Linked DNA regions of Mus musculus: region 2 is linked to region 1. Evidence: chromatin contacts called from public HiChIP or PLAC-seq data. All regions are on one chromosome and are shown on one strand. Each heading gives the region's core, a stretch centred on a gene start, on an enhancer-like site or on the middle of the called end of the contact. The rest is flanking DNA. Distances are from core to core; before and after follow the strand shown.

Region 1 (3,016 bases), core at 273-2,772:
GGTGTACAGCCTGGAGATGATGGCCCGCCAGACATCCAGCACTGAGATGCTGCAGGAGATCCGTACCATGATGACCCAGCTCAAGAGCTACCTGCTACAGAGCACTGAACTCAAAGCCTTGGTGGAACCCACCCTGCACTCGGAGGAGGAACTCGGTCAGTGGCAGCTGGGAGGGCGGGCGGGCGGGAGAGCGGTGCATAAATACACTCAGGCGCCCCTGGACACAGAACAGCCTCTGGGGCCCCTTTGCCTTATGTCCTCTTTCTTCTTCCTCCCTGACTTTCCCACAAATCTCCTGGGCCCAAATCCCTCTCTCAGGAACCACTTCTTAGAGAGCCGATTCAAGGCAGCCAACATTCCTGACTACTGGCAAACAGCCCACCAGCCCTCCCCTCCCCCACCGGCCTCAAATCTCGGTGATGACAGGTGTTATTTTTCCCTGCAGCCACCTACACATCTGCATAAACAATGGAAAGACTCAGGCAGACCACAGTGCTGTCGCTGGGCATCATAGTACCTACCTGTAGTCCCAGCACTTGAAAAGTAGAGGCAGGAGGATCAAGGCCATTCTCAACTACACAGGGAGTTGAGAGGTCAGCCTGGGCTACCCTGTCTAGCAAAGCAAAACAACAAAACAAAACAAAAAAAAAAAACGTATTGAGAGATTTTGGAACTACCTTATAAACATTGCTGTCCTTCCAGGCACTGCCTCCTTGTGGTCCTGAACCTTTCCTCCTCTCCTCCTCCTCCTTCTCCTCTTCCCAGTAATTAAGAGCATCAGTTCTGGACTCAAAAAGGATGCTTTGAGTCACTACAAGATAATGTCTCATAATGAGAGGTCCTAGGAAAAAAGAATGTTAAGTATTGCCTTCCCTGAGGGAAATGATCTTGGATGGATGGATGATTGGGTGGGTGGGTGGATGGATGGGTGGGTGGCAGGCAGGCAGGCAGGCAGGCAGGATGGATGGATGGATGGATGGATGGATGGATGGATGGATGGATGGATCCTGAGAACCGATATAGTTGACAGGCCACCGTATTAGGGTCCAGTAGTAAGGTGGTGAGTGATGTGTTGAGGTTTAAGGCTGGCAGTTGCCTCTTCAGGAGGCTATACCTATGTGTGTACCTCACCAGGGATAGAGGGCTCACCTGGGCAGGATGCTCTGGGTGTTGCATTCGAAAGCCACCTGACTTTATCCACTAACAGCTACCATGTCCCAGAGACCCAAGCATTTGCTCTACAGAGCTTCTCTGTGGAGGAAATGAGTTATATAAATATATATCTATAGTGCTGTCAGAGCACTATGCCTCCACCTGTTGTACTGAGAAACAAAAAAACCATGGCAGCAAGCCAGCTAATCATATGGCCCTCCTGCCCTCAGGAAGCTCTTATTCTGACAAATGACAGGTAATCTGTAAGAAAGCCAGGAAGCCATAAAGGAAGATGACATAAGTGTAAAGTAGGCAGGAAGTGAGGTTTGGTGGCCTGGGGAGAGGTAGGTCACAGCATCACAAACCCTGAGATTTAGCATTTCTGCAAAGGACCTTGCTGTGGCAAGTTCAAAGCAGGAATGCCAGGGCCTCACGTGTGCTCAGCACGGCTCTGGTCCTTGAGCTGAGTAGGAGCAGAGAGACTAGAGGCAAGAAGAGCTACACTCATGACAAGATACACTGGGGGCAAGTAGGTTGGGCAGGAGACAGCACAATGAGACACCGGGCACAGATCTAGTCCATGGAAGTGGGCAAAGACGCAGCTGACTTCATATGGCTCTGGATAGCTAAGAGCCAGTATAAGCATTACTGGGAGCTCATAGCTACAAGCCGGAAGGCCCAAACCAGGAGAAAAGCCCAGGGTTTCTATGTCATAAAGATAGTCTCCTATCTCACTGGACATCCAGGAGATGGAATGGAAGCTGCTGAGAATGAGGGCTGAAGACAGATGTCTGGAACCCAGAAACACACATGCAGCCATGAGACTAAAGTAGATGTGCCCAGGGAAGATCTCAGGCAGCATGCAGGTTGGGAGGCCATGAACAGGCATAGAAGAACATGGAAGGACGTGGACATCTCACTGCAGCCCAGAAGAAGCTATGGTTGGTCATGTGTGCCTGAACAGAGGAGGAGAAGACCCATAGCCTAAGCACAAGTTGGAGGGTGGGGTCTTCTTCCAGGCAGAGGTGATGCCACAGAGACAGGCAGAGAGGTGGGAGATGAGGCAGGAGGAGTAGTAGGCCTCTCATACCAGGCTGTGAACCTCGAGCTGTGGATTTGGCCTCGAGGGGATGGATCCCAGAGGGCATGAGGAGAGTTATGAAGAGGGATGGTGATCCAGAGCCATCCAGTAATGGCTCAGGGCAGGGCCAGTTGTATTAGTTACCAGTCTGCTGCTGTAACAAAATACCTAACAAAAGCAGCGTGGGAAGAAAAAGGGTTACTTTGTTTCAAGTTTGAGGATACAGTCGCTGTGAGGGGGAAGGTAGGGCCCAAAGCAGGAGCATGAGGCAGCTGCAGTCACAGTCAGGAAGCATAGATGAATGCTGGTGTTCAGTTCCTTTGTTCCTTGTTCAATCTAGGTAGGACCCAAGGCCACAATGGAATCATGCTGCTCACATTTAGGGTGGGTCTTCCACCTGCATTAACCTAATCTTGAAATTTCCCTTCAGACACGCCCACAGATTGTCCCCAAAGGGCTTCTAGATCCAATGAGGTTGACACTCAATATGAACTGTCACCAGTATAAGGCGATCCTGGGCAAAGCAAAGGAAGTCTGAACTTGACTTGTCAGAAACAGTGGGATGACAGCTGTCCCTGGGTGGCCAGCTGCCAGGACAGATTCTCCACAATGTTGGGTGAGAGACAGGCAATTTGTGCTCTCCTGGTAAAAGGGCAGAAGCAGGCACAAGACTAGCTTCCAGCCAAGCCTCTGTGAGAGAGAAAAGCCATCCAGCCTCCCTCCTAGAGTGACGGGACTTCAGGCTTCCTCTTGGAAGGGTCAGTAGTCAAGGGATGAGGCCAT
Region 2 (2,899 bases), core at 218-2,717, 960 kb after region 1:
GTGCACATGATTTCTCTGTAGGCTCCACACTGTAGACGAAGATTAGCTGAGATAGCTCAGTAAAGGCTGAGATCAAAGGCTTGTGTCAGCCACAGCTCCTCTGTCAGAGCCATCTGCTCCTCTCACCCTTTCCGATGACTTCATTTTCAGCAGCGGAGGACTTGTCCTGGCCTTCTGAGAAGAGCACCAGGCCTTGAGGGCTCATCAGGACCATGAAAGTTTCTGTACCATGACTCCCAAGCTCTGGGGCCTTAGACAGCTTTTAGAAGCCTCAGTTTACCTGCTTGTTAGTCAAGAGTCATAGTCCTGCCCTCTCCTGTTTAGGGTGAGGTGTAAATAACATAACAGAAACATAGCACCAGCCTCAGAAGCCACTGCTGTCTAGACAGAGCTCAGGGCAGAGACTGTCCCTTCCCTCAGAGGAACAGTATAGGGACACCTTTAACAAGCCCCTGGGCCTCATGCTTAGGCTCCCCCGCAGGCCTAGGCTTGAGCAAAGCAGCCTGCTCACATAAGGAAAATATTTGTATAGGAACTGGCTTTAACTCCCCATGAAGGGAGCAGTCCCTGCCTCAATATCGGCAGGGAAGAGGGCGACTGCCTGGAGAGGAGGTCCCCCTCACCCACTGCACCCTTGCCCTCAGCACAGCTTGCTGGCCTGGGCTCCAGGACTCCACTGAGTTGTCAGAGTGTTCATTGCAGTCATCCCTGGCTAAGAGCCTTAGTCAGGCCCAGGGTCCATCTCCTAGGCTGAGAGGCAGACACAGGTCAGATCCAGGCTCTTACAGTGAGCAATCACTTAACCTGTCTGAGCCTCGATCCCCTCAAGTATACAGTGGGGTTAGGATGGGTCCCCTGGGCCACACTCTACCTATCTGTCATAGGTCCATGCTTAGCAGGAGGCCTGACACACAGTAGGTCCTCACTGGTTTGTTGCAGCACAGCCCCAACACTTCTGCATAGTCTCGGCCTCTCCAGTTCTCCAGACAGAACTTCCTTCCATTGAGAGGGAAAGACAATCGCAGGAGAGCTTGGAGTGGGTTGTCAAAATACTCAGTTTTTATTCATGTTTTTGAGGTCTTTGCTACTGCAACATCATGGTGCAAGCAGTATGGTTTTAGTTTCTCCTGTTACGGTTTTTTTTGTTTTTGATTTTGTTTTGTTGTTGTTGTTTTTCTTTTTCTTTTTTTTGGGGGGGGGGGGGGAAACTAGGGCAGAGACCTGGGTTCAAATCCCATTTGTATCAATAACCTACTGTGTGATCTTGGACAAATCACTTTCCCACCCTGGTCCTTCCTTGGTTTTTATCACCTGCAAAACAAGGATGTGATCTCCATCTGAGGTCTTTCTGTCCCAGCAGTGTGATGTGTAGTGGTTTGGGCATCAAGAGTCCAAGAATCTAGATAGCTCTACAGCTAATTCCGTAGCTAAGTCACTTCCCCTTTGCAGGCCTCAGATTCCTCTTTTGTGAAAGGAGGATGTTGAGCTCGATCTGAGATAGTAAGACAGGAAGCACCTAGCAGCATCTCTCCATAGCTCTACAGAACCTAAACCTGGCCTAAGAGTCCTCCACACAGCCCTGTGGGGCTCTGGATCAGAGGATGCCACAAGATGACCCCAGTGCAACTTCCCCTCCCAGCTGACCTCTGAGGTCTTTGGTAGCTGTTCTGTGTGGCCACTCACCATGCTTGGCCAGGAACCTCAGGGCCTCCAGCTGCCCACTCTGGGCAGCCACAAACAAAGGGGTGATGCTGTAGACATTCTTGGCCTCCACCTTGGCCCCGCCACTCACTAGGATCTCCATGACCTCCAGGTCATTGCGGGAGACAGACTCGTGCAGTGCGGTCCAGCCCCTGTTACAGCGGTGGTTGGCGTCTGCGTTGTATCGCACCAATATCCTCACCGCCTCCGCGTTCTTGCGCTCACAGGCTGGACCCAGGAGAAGTAAGACAGTCAGTGTAGCCCTGAAGGTTTGACACATCCTTCCAACTACCCTTGAAGAACGCAACGTCAGTGCCTACGTCTGTAAATGAGGTGGGTGGAACACAGAGATGGCAAGCGTCTTACTCAGAGTCACTCAGAGACTAAGTGTCAGTACTGGGATCCAAACCCAGGAAGTCATGCCCCCTAGAATGCTATCTACAGAGCAAAGGCTGCTCATTTAGCTTGGCTTTATCTTCTGAGTACAACCCATCTTTCTCAGCCTCCTCAAACCTCCTCTTCAACTTCCTCTGTCAAAAGACCCCAAATGTGCCCTTGGCTCTGGCCCATAGTTCTCACTAGGGAGCTATAGAGGGTGTTGGAGTCACCAAGGAATGTGAGCCGATTAATGGCTTTTGAAGCCTCCCTGGAGAGGGGACAGCAAGCAGGGGAAACAGCTGCCTATGGTGTTTCAAGGGGTTTCTCTCCCCACCTCATGAGCGCTAGTCTTCTCTCTGTGAACCACACAGCAAAGCCTTCCTAGAGGAGGCTCCAGGGAGGGTCCACAGGAGGCCAAATCCAGGAGCCAGGAGCTGGGGGCTTCGGTACCTAATAGGTCCAACCAAGGCCAAGCCACCAAGCTGGTATTTGGCATGCTTCCTACAGCTCTCTTTGGGACAGCTGAGGTCTCAGGTAACAGCTAAGGGCCCCATAGAAGACACATCCATGTTGCGTTCAGGTGCCTGCAGAATATTATATGTGCTGGATGCCAAATCACAGATGTGCCTTTGGTCCTTACGTCTGAAATGAGAACCCTAGTGCTGAGCTGGCCAGGAGGCTTTTGCTTACATAAACATGGCAGAGGTACACACCCCTTCTCCTACCCTCTGGCTTTTGCCCATGCTGTTGCAGAAGCTTAGCCAGCTGGTAAATCCCTTCCTGTTGGGGTTCAGCCCAGACATCCCTCTGTGAGCACCCC

The links. HiChIP or PLAC-seq counts read pairs in DNA pulled down with a chosen protein or histone mark.
Region 2: a contact with region 1 is called in an H3K27ac HiChIP or PLAC-seq map of thymic regulatory T cells, with 5 times the contacts expected there. The contact joins two enhancer-like sites. A contact is called at or near these places in 2 of 484 Hi-C or Micro-C datasets (both in CD4 T cells) and 1 of 115 datasets of contacts at active chromatin or transcription factors (thymic regulatory T cells).

Annotation. Positions count from the first base shown.
Region 1 is chr12:102,369,694-102,372,709 of GRCm38.p6, forward strand. It overlaps Rin3 (Ras and Rab interactor 3), which reads left to right. Exons shown (of 10, transcript NM_177620.4): 6 at 1-155. Among named protein-coding and RNA genes, the nearest start is that of Lgmn, 69 kb to the right of the region's middle. Within about 2 kb of position 1,523, at least 31 of the 459 cell types and tissues checked have an H3K27ac peak or open chromatin away from gene starts, as enhancers often do. A contact at or near this core is called in thymic regulatory T cells, where this site is marked.
Region 2 is chr12:103,331,609-103,334,507 of GRCm38.p6, forward strand. It overlaps Asb2 (ankyrin repeat and SOCS box-containing 2), which reads right to left. Exons shown (of 10, transcript NM_023049.1): 6 at 1,684-1,929. Among named protein-coding and RNA genes, the nearest start is that of Gm15523, 3.8 kb to the right of the region's middle. Within about 2 kb of position 1,468, at least 67 of the 459 cell types and tissues checked have an H3K27ac peak or open chromatin away from gene starts, as enhancers often do. A contact at or near this core is called in thymic regulatory T cells, where this site is marked.